3 separate regions of the Mus musculus genome follow, and all the other regions are linked to region 3. A link is a contact called in public Hi-C and promoter capture Hi-C data. All regions are on one chromosome and are shown on one strand. The core of a region is the stretch at or near the end of the contact, and the rest is flanking DNA. Distances in the headings are between cores, read along the strand shown.

Evidence for each region. Promoter capture Hi-C pulls out the DNA fragments that hold promoters and counts their contacts. Hi-C and Micro-C count contacts between places; a contact is called where the count stands out from the background.
Region 1: a Hi-C map of muscle stem cells shows a contact between it and region 3, with 3 times the contacts expected there. The contact joins the enhancer-like site here to the promoter of Armt1 in region 3. A contact is called at or near these places in 8 of 39 promoter capture datasets (the 3T3-L1 cell line, cranial neural crest, embryonic stem cells and 3 more), 1 of 15 datasets of contacts at CTCF or cohesin (embryonic stem cells), 1 of 484 Hi-C or Micro-C datasets (muscle stem cells), 8 of 115 datasets of contacts at active chromatin or transcription factors (astrocytes, cardiomyocytes, embryonic stem cells and 4 more) and 5 of 9 other capture datasets (adipose tissue, embryonic stem cells, liver and 2 more).
Region 2: a contact with region 3 is called in a promoter capture Hi-C map of hematopoietic stem and progenitor cells. The contact joins the enhancer-like site here to the promoter of Armt1 in region 3. A contact is called at or near these places in 2 of 39 promoter capture datasets (the C10 cell line and hematopoietic stem and progenitor cells), 3 of 115 datasets of contacts at active chromatin or transcription factors (embryonic stem cells, extraembryonic endoderm stem cells and memory CD8 T cells) and 1 of 9 other capture datasets (embryonic stem cells).

What each region holds. Positions count from the first base shown.
Region 1 is chr10:3,994,618-3,997,805 of GRCm38.p6, forward strand. All of the region lies in intron 7 of Mthfd1l (methylenetetrahydrofolate dehydrogenase (NADP+ dependent) 1-like), which reads left to right. It also overlaps the pseudogene Gm16074. Among named protein-coding and RNA genes, the nearest start is that of Mthfd1l, 23 kb to the left of the region's middle. Within about 2 kb of position 1,509, at least 19 of the 459 cell types and tissues checked have an H3K27ac peak or open chromatin away from gene starts, as enhancers often do. A contact at or near this core is called in adipose tissue and muscle stem cells, where this site is marked.
Region 2 is chr10:4,106,423-4,109,256 of GRCm38.p6, forward strand. It overlaps Mthfd1l (methylenetetrahydrofolate dehydrogenase (NADP+ dependent) 1-like), which reads left to right. Exons shown (of 28, transcript NM_172308.4): 26 at 1-107. Among named protein-coding and RNA genes, the nearest start is that of Gm25515, 3.5 kb to the left of the region's middle. Within about 2 kb of position 1,574, at least 136 of the 459 cell types and tissues checked have an H3K27ac peak or open chromatin away from gene starts, as enhancers often do. A contact at or near this core is called in embryonic stem cells, extraembryonic endoderm stem cells and hematopoietic stem and progenitor cells, where this site is marked.
Region 3 is chr10:4,431,143-4,434,066 of GRCm38.p6, forward strand. It overlaps Armt1 (acidic residue methyltransferase 1), which reads left to right and starts at 1,463. Exons shown (of 5, transcript NM_024261.2): 1 at 1,463-1,569. The coding sequence starts at 1,529. Rmnd1 (required for meiotic nuclear division 1 homolog) reads right to left here and starts at 1,246. Exons shown (of 13, transcript NM_025343.6): 1 at 1,124-1,246.

The DNA of each region.
Region 1 (3,188 bases), core at 259-2,758, 440 kb before region 3:
GGCCTCATGGACTTGGTCTTGTTAGTTCTAATGATAGCCAGACTTCGAAGAGACAAGGCAACCAGGCAGCCAGTTCACCAGTAAATGTGGTAACACCCACTTAAAAATGTGTTTTCTCCTCAAGGACGGTTTATGAAGTTGATCATAAAAGTTCTATTACTTCATCCTAAATTAAACTGAGAACAAGATGTGTTCTTCTAATCAGAAACTGCATTAATAAGGAAAGAGTGGTATAGAAAAGATTTTCTTTCCTTTTTTCTTAATGTATATAGTTTAACTCTTTTCTTTGTTCCGTTTAAGCTATGCTCATAGGTATCAGTCTGTTTTGGACTAGTATTAAAGATGGAAATAAAACAATTCGAACTAAAAAAAAAAAAAGATCACTAAGAGAAACTTCCCAACTGCTATTCTTGATACTCATGAGTAACCGTTTTAGAGTATAAAACTGGAGCAAAAAGGTTGCCAACCATCAACCCTTAACCTGATGGTGATTGTCATCTTAGCCAAGCTCTTTACCAGGCTGAGTCCCACATCTAAACCTTTGGGGTAGCAGTTGACTGCCTTCAATGAGAAAGGGATGAAGAAGGAACTTGGCCAGGCACTGTGACCATGACTGTAACTCCAGTACTCAGGAGGCTGAGTCAGGGAGACTGGTTCAAAGTTAGCTTTGGCTGCATATATAAGCTTGGAGGTATTGTTTATTTATACATTTTAATTGAGACTTTAACATTACTAGAACATATATATTCAGAAAGGAAACGTGGCTTGTTTTTTTTGTTTGTTTGTTTTTGCTTGAGTGTATGTCTGTGCACTCCATGCACATGGTGCCTTCAGAGGCCAGAAGAGGGCGCTGTGTCCTATTGGACTGGAGTTACCGAGGGTTGTGAATCTCCATGTGGGTCCTGGGACTCTTGAACCCAGGACCTTTAGAAAAGCAGCCAGCAATCCTAATTACTGAACCATCCTTCCAACGCCAAGCATTTGGGTTCTGTTCTGTTTTGTTTTGTTTAAGAAGTATTTATGTATTTTATGTATATGAGTGTACTGTAGCATCTTCAAACACACCAGAAGAGGGCATAGGATCCCACTACAGATGGTTGTGAGCCACCATGTGGTTGCTGGGAATTGAATTCAGGACCTCTGGAAGTACAGTCAGTGTGTTTAACCACTGAGCCATCTCTCCAGCCCTGCATTTGTTTCTTTATCTTAAGAAATTGCTTTAAAATCAGGTATGGCCCCCTTGGCCTGTTTTCTTAATCTGGACATTCGATTTGTGTTATCCTCATGTAGTGAGTGACTCCATCAAATACAGTAGGGACAGCAGAGTCTTGATTGGAAGTTCTAGCTCTCTGTCAGTTACCGGGATCAGTGGCGCCTGCCGGTATTCAGTGGGAAATGCCACAGCAAGCTCTTGGAGTTATAGACGGCACCATCCTGAGTGGTACAGTGAACCCCTGAACCTCCCGTGCTTTCACTCTTGCATCCCACCCGAGGTGAATTATCTCTGTCTGGCATAGCTTCACACTGTGAGCCTACCCACCTGTTTGTCACTCAGAGGCTCTGTTGGGTCCGATCTAGTGTGGCAATGTGATAGCTAACCATTGCTTTAATTGATAAGAACCCCAAGACATGAGAGTGGTCAAGCTGGTAATTTGGATCTAGCAGAGAAGCCCAAAGAGAAACTCTAAATGGCTTCCTTTGTGTGAAAAAGTGCAGTTATACGTGTGCCTGTATACCGCGGTCTACATACCATGGTCTGATACCCATGGTCTAGATGTAATTAGTATAATCTGGCTTCCAGAACCGGTCAGGGGTCTTGGAATATACTCTTGTCCCAGAATAATGAGTGCTGCTACATGCAGAATGATAACTAAAAATACATATTACTTGTTCTAAGGGATAGGGAGTAAGGGGCAGGTTAGAGAGCCCTACACGGAGGGCAGGGGTCTTGCTGCTTTTAAGAATGCGCTCTTTGACACACGTGGAAGAAACCTGTGTATGTTTTCAGTAGTCGCCACACGGGGGCAGCCTACTCAAGCAAATTCAAGAACAACTGACTTGCCTCGCCCTGCCTCTCCCTCTCTCATAGACTCAAACCTTGTGCTTGCTTAGCTTGGCTATGACTGAGTTACAGCCCCTATTTTGCACGCTAAGACCTAGAGTTTCTGGTTTGGAAGCAGTCGTGGAAGAGGAAAATAAGCCTTGCCCAGTGTTGGACAGCTGCGGCAGGCAGAGAAGATGCCTTCGATGTTTTCACAGCTGGCCGGAGACTTTGGCTGGTTGTATCCGTATTTTTTGAAAAACAAAGACATTTTTTAAAAGTCCTTTTTTATTATGAAAGTAAATCACCTAGAGGCTTCTGTGGAGTGAAGCTCAACCCGACTCTGAGAGGATTCCAAAGCAGTGGTTTTTCTGGAGAATATGGAGACGGTGAACGTTCCGTTTTCTGCATATCTCAGAAGCTTCTGTTCAGTAATTGCTATGCATTTTCCTCCTTATTCCTTCACGTGACGGCAGAATCGTGGAGAATCAGAAACACTTGATTTTAGCCCAGAGGCCGCATGTGTGTTGATGTGTATGAGTGCGTGTGTGTGCGCGCGCGCGCGTGTGTACGCATGCGTGTGTGTGTGTGTGTGTGTGTGTGTGTGTGTGCCTGTGTGTGCGTGCGTGTGTGTGTGTGTGTGTGTGTGTGTGTGTGTGTGTGTGTGTATGGGTGGGTGTGTGTACAGACAAGAGTACAACCTTAGGTGTTATCCTCACAAGCCATCTGCCCTATGAGACAGTGTCCATCACTGACCTGGAATTCACCAGATAATCTGTTCTGGCTGATCATTGAGCTCCTGGGGAGTCTGTCCGTCTCCACCTCCTCCATGTGGGATACAAGCACGCATGCACCACCTTACCAGGCTCAAGTACTCAAACTTATGAGCCTATGGGAGCCCTTCTCATTCACATCACCACAGAGGCCTTCAATAGAGCTAAGCAGAAGCCAGCACCAAGCTCTTGAACCTGAAAAACTAGAAACCAACTCAACCAATCTCCAGTCTCGGGTGTTTCGTTACAGTAACAGTAAATGAACTGGAGAATGAAACTGAAAGGTAATGCCCTGCATCCGCTCCACGCTTTCAGGTGCATTGAGCATTGCACAGATATCAGAGCAAGGGGGGGGGGGTCAGCTGAAGGCTGTC
Region 2 (2,834 bases), core at 324-2,823, 320 kb before region 3:
TCTCTCATGAACCTGACAAAAAGGGAGTGCCGAGGGATTTCACTCTGCCCATCAGTGATGTCCGGGCCAGCATCGGGGCTGGGTTCATTTATCCTTTGGTGGGAACGGTGAGTACCAGACCTCAAAGCTATTCCTAGTTTGTGTTGCTGTCACGTCTTAATCATGCTCTGCCAACTCTACGAATCACACAGCAGGATGGAATTGACAATTTTTGCTGGTTTTCTAAGCACTCTTCCACCAATAACAGGGTGAAAATACACCTCTGCCATCTCGGGCCAGGCCCTTCTATTTTCAGATCATGTGTTCAGGAGCCACAGAGGCATAAAGTGAATTTCCTTCTGGGAGAGAGAAGAGAGTGAGTGGTCTCAAGATCTGTCTGCTGACTCAGCAGCAGTGTGGCCCAGTGACCGACTTCTGCTGCAACTCAGAGTTACGATATTGTATTTCTATGGGCAAGTTGGGGCTGGCTGCTCACAGTAGCCAGGACCCTAACAGCTACCCCAGGGGTGAGGGGGAATCAGTGGCCCACCCTCTGTTTCCTTCTTCAACACATCTTGTGTGTCCCTTTGGGATGACATTACACATACATCTTATTCCCAACATGTTATTGAAAAGTATGAAATAATATAAAATTGTCAAGTGGGGACATTTCACATTTAAACATAAAAGGAAACATTTTAGTGTAGTGGCTTTCAGGAGTCACACTATTATTAAGTAAAGTATTAGAAAAAGCCAGTGGTGTATACCTTTAATCACAGTATTGAGGAGACAGAGGCAGACAGACCCCTGTGTGTCCGAGACTAGTCAGTCTAATCTACATACTGAGTCCGTGCTCTATATAGTGAGACCTTGTCTTATGTGTGTGTGTGTGTGTGTGTGTGTGTGTGTGTGTGAGTGAGAGAGAGACAGAGAGAGACAGAGGGGGGGTGAGAGAGAGAGAGAGAGAGAGAGAGAGAGAGAGACCTTGTGACCCTGAACATAGGGAAGAAGCTGATTGGTAGACAGAATTGAGTCTAGTGTTAGCTCATTTGAAAGGTTGTCGGGACATAGGAAATAAGTCTCTTAGAAACATAGATGAAGCCAGGAAGATGGTCCTGTGGTGAATCTCCCACCCCACCCCACCCCCACCTCCATGGCCAGGCTAAGACCAAAGCTGTCCTGTAAAATCAGCGTGGACTCTTTCCCCCAGCCTGTTCCTGGGCCTGGCTCTCTGACTTATGACCTGTAATAAATGAATGCATGGAACAGTCCTGGAGCAGCAGCAGCTACTCACAGGTTTCCTGGAGTGAGCCATCAGTGACGTTATCTCAACGCAGAAGTTCCCCTGGTGGCTGCTCTCAGGGACAGAGGGAGTGTCCCTGCCTGCCCGAAATCAGGCCTGAGGAATCAGGAAGGAAGTGAGGCCTAAGTAAAGGGGGTCCAGGAAGGCAGGACACTGTCACTTGGAGGCACTCTGTGACAGTACAGGAAGCCATATGCAAGCTGGGCAAATTCCCCCAGGAGGCCAGGATCTCCTAATAAGGGTGGAATTTACTTTCTTTGTCCGCACTCTGGGCCCTCCCACAGACTTGCTGGAATGCATCAAGCATTCATCACTCCTCTGAGAGACATTGTGGTAACTTCCTGGTGGGATGACTAAGGAGAAGGAATGGGGGGTGGGGGGCGGGATGACACTCAGGGAACTGACCCCTGCAGGTGGGAAAATTCTAGCTGGATGAAGCAATGTTATGCTTAGTCATTCCACATTCAATTGCTATCAGGCATCGGAGATACTGAGATACAAGGCTAACCTCCAATCCCCACTCCCTGACGTCCACAATCAGAACTGTTCTCCATTCTTCAATAGAATTCATTCATTCATTCATTCATTCTCTTATTCAGCAAGTCATTAATGGTACCTCCAGCATGCATGGGGAAGAACGCGGTCCCTTACCTCCCGTGTGGGTTTCTGGTACAGAGACTCTGGTAAATAAATGTCCAACATGGACAGAACACTGTGAGCTTTAGAACACAGGGGCAGGTCCCCTCTTGGTGTGTCCTGAAGGCAGGCAGATAGCCCTTCTGTACCTCTGCTGCTGCTTAAGTCTTGAAAACAAAGAATTCCAGCATAAGCCAGTCCACCCGCGAGTGGTAACTGGGGTCAGCTTGACTGGTGTTGGGAAATCACATGGGGAATGCTGGAAAGGCGTCACCTCTTTGTCCTTCTGGGTATTAGCGGCTGGACACCTACCTGAACTTCCTTCCTTGCCTAGCTGTCGCCTGTGTTTTTGGGGCTGAGCTGTCACATCGCATTCTGTTTGGTAATTGCTTTAATTGGTGCTGATTAACACTTTCTAATGGCTAGTGTGGAGGCTTCTCTGGCCCATTTCACCTCCCCACGATTGATTTTTTTATAGAAACCCCTCGGCTCACCATCCCGAAGACTTTCTGGATGTGTGAGGGTAGCCAAGTATTTTTTCTACAGTCACTTTCTTTGTCCCTATGTAAAAATGCATTCCTGGGCTGGCAAGATGGCTCAGTGGATAGAGATGCTTGCTACCAAGTCTAACAACATCCCAAGTTTAATCCCAAGGACCCATATGGTAGGAAGAAAGACCCTGCTCCTAAAAATTGTCCACAGAATGCCACACATGCATGCACACACCCATACACAAAATTAATTATTGTAAAAGAATTTAAGGAACGTATTCCTGGGTGCCCCTGCTTCTTTAGGATGACATTACATATACATATTCTCCCCAACATATTATTGAAAATTACGAAATAATAAAAGATTGTCAACTGGTATAGTGCACACCTCAGTGCCTCTTTTCCTAAGAAATCATTTGCCAAAT
Region 3 (2,924 bases), core at 213-2,712:
TCTGAGACCTTAACTAGAATCCTATCCTTTCCCAGAGTCAAATTTGATGATGGCTTTACATTTACAATAAAAGCCAATGCCCCTAAAACGCCCTTCTGAGCCTTCTGCAACACTGCAGCATTCCCTATAGAATGCCTTTGTTCCAGGCCCTCTGGGCCTTTCCACTCACCTGTCCACAAGCTCTCCTCCTAAGGACTTGACTCCCTCAGTGACTTGGTATAATACATATAACCAACACACATCCATCACATCCACTTTGGATTTTCAAGACTGGATTTCTCTGGATAACCTATAATTTCTCTCTTTGACTGGCCTGGAACTTGCTTTGTACACCAGGCTGGCCTCTGCCTCTGGAGTGACAGGATTAATACTTATAACCAACACTCATCCATTCTCTTGCTATTTTTTACTTTGTCCTCATATTTAGCACCACTTACATACCTTGTATTTTTAGCTTTTTAATTCATGCAATGACTACTCCTTACCGTGTGCAGTATGCTAGCTCTGGAAATGAGCAAATAAGGGATAATATATATTAGTTAGCGACAGTGATATCAGAAAGCAATAAAGGAGATTTTTGCCTCTCTTCAAAAGCAGGTTTCTGTGTTTGTCCCCCTATGCTCAGTGACAGTAGTGTCCTTGGGCACAGAGGCGTCAAGTAAATTTTTAAAATGAAACACAAGGGAGCTGCAGTTTTTGAGCATTATCCTTAAGCATAATATGTCCATGTGCCTAAGGATAGCACTAATTGCACTTAGTGTTTTAAGTTGGGAGTGGGACATGGGTAGGCCTAGGCGTTTGACGGCAGGGCTGGGGGTGGTGGTGGACATAACCAAAATATATTGTACATGAGATGCAGAATACCATCAATGAAAAAAGCGGCTGCATCCAGGTTAGATTCAGCGGGTAAGTGGGGCTGACCTTTGGGAGCACTTCTTCCAGTTCCTAAGTTCAAGGTGATTTCATGCACCTTGGCAGCTACTACTATGCCCTGCTTCCAACTCGGCGGGGTCGGGAGTGTTTGGCTTGAGGTGCTTCGGATTCCCGGCTAAATTCCCAGGCCCTGGCCGAAGCCCACACCTCCTCACCAGCTTCTCCGGCTGGGGAAGCGCGAAGCACTGACCTGTGCGCGGAGAGGACGACCGCGACGCCCACGCGCACGCTCCCGCCGCAGGAACCTCTGCGGAAACACACCCCGCCCCGCCCCGCTGCGGCGCAGGCGCACTGCAAGCCCCAGGCCGGCAAGCTGGGACACGTGACCGTCCGAACACGTGACCGCTCCGCGCCCCCCCCCCCCCCTTCCGCTCGGCGGGCTACCGCCTCCGGTCCTCCAGGGCTTCCGCTCGCGTAGCCGGAAGGCCCTTGCGCCCCATGTTCTGACCCTGGCCAGACCACCAAATAAAGTTTCTGAGTTCAAAAGCGCTTAAAAAAAAAAAAAAAAAAAAAAAAAGCTCCAACGCTTCCTTTCTGGAACCGCGGCCGTTGAACCCCGGGCGACGCCAGTTGAGTGGCTTGTGGTGCCGGTGTGATGGCCGAGTCCCCGGCGTTTCTTTCCGCTAAGGACGAGGGGTGCGTCTCGCTTTTTTTTTCTTGCGCTCTTGGGAGAAAAAACCCATGTTGGGTGAGGAAGCTGTGGGCGGTCGGGAGCGCCGGATCCTCAAGCTGAGAGTTCGAGTCCCACCTCGGTGGGAGAGAGCCGGCTCGCTGTGCTGGCCGGCGTCAGGACCTAGCTAGTTCCGCTGTGTACCTTCTTCCTTTCTGTCCCGAATTGAGACGCTGGGGCAGGAGTATTGCTGCGAGTTAAAGCCAGCTTGAGCTCGTAGTGAGTTCGAGCTCACTGTGGGATACATTAGGAAAAAGCTTGTCTCTAACAAGTGAGAAGGAAAGGCGCTGCGGGGGCCAACAATTAGGACTCATACCTACTGCGGTGTGTATTAATGGTATGGGTCAAACTAATAACTCTATATTTAAAAACGTCCTAATTTTGCGTGTGCGCGCACATGCCATTATTCGCGTTAGAGGTCAGAGGACAGCTCTGGAGCCGATTTTGTTCCTTCACCTCTCAGGAGTTCAACGAGAACTCGGTCGCGGGCAGCAGATTTATCATGTGCCTTTACCCACTGAGCCATCTCACTGGCCCCCAAAATAAACATCATTAGAAGTAGTTCTTGCAATTTTCATCTTTAGAGTTTTCCCCCCTATACACACTTCTCATGAAATTTGTTAGGCACAATCGATTCACCAAAACAGCTAATAGCAAAATGGAACAATTAGTGGGACGTTAGTTTACTTTAAATTTAATTAAAATTATTTAAAACTTACAGATCGTTGACTGCTGGAATTTTCCACTTGCAATGTTTTTAAACTGGTTGAGTGCCCCTGGGAAGGCAAACCTGTGGACAAAGGGGGAATTACAATATGCTACAACGCTGAGAGCAAAGTTATAAGTAAGAGCAGAAATAAGCATTGGCTAAGTAGCCAATCTTCTTGTCTGGCTGGATGGTTGGTTTTCTTTTGACACGGAGCTATTGAATTATGTAGTGAAGGATGACCTGGGACTCCCAATACTCCTGCCATTATACTCTGTGTCATTATAGAGGGAGACACCACTAGGCTCCAAATTCATATTTCAAATACTTTATTTTCAAATGATTTAATTAGTTTTTATGTGTTGGGGGAGTGTGGCACTCACCTGTGACATTACCCAGGAATGGACGTCAGAGGACGACTTGTGTAGGGAGTCCCCTTTGTCCTTCTACCATGTGGGTTCCAGGGATCGAACTCAGGAGGTTGTACTTGGTAGCAGGTGCCCTTCCCTGCTGAGGCCTGTCTCCAGCCCCTGGAATAGTTCCTAGGTGCTTAGGTGTGGCCTACCCTGCCCTGTAACTCTAGCTCTAGGGGATCCAGAGCCTCTGGCCCCAGCA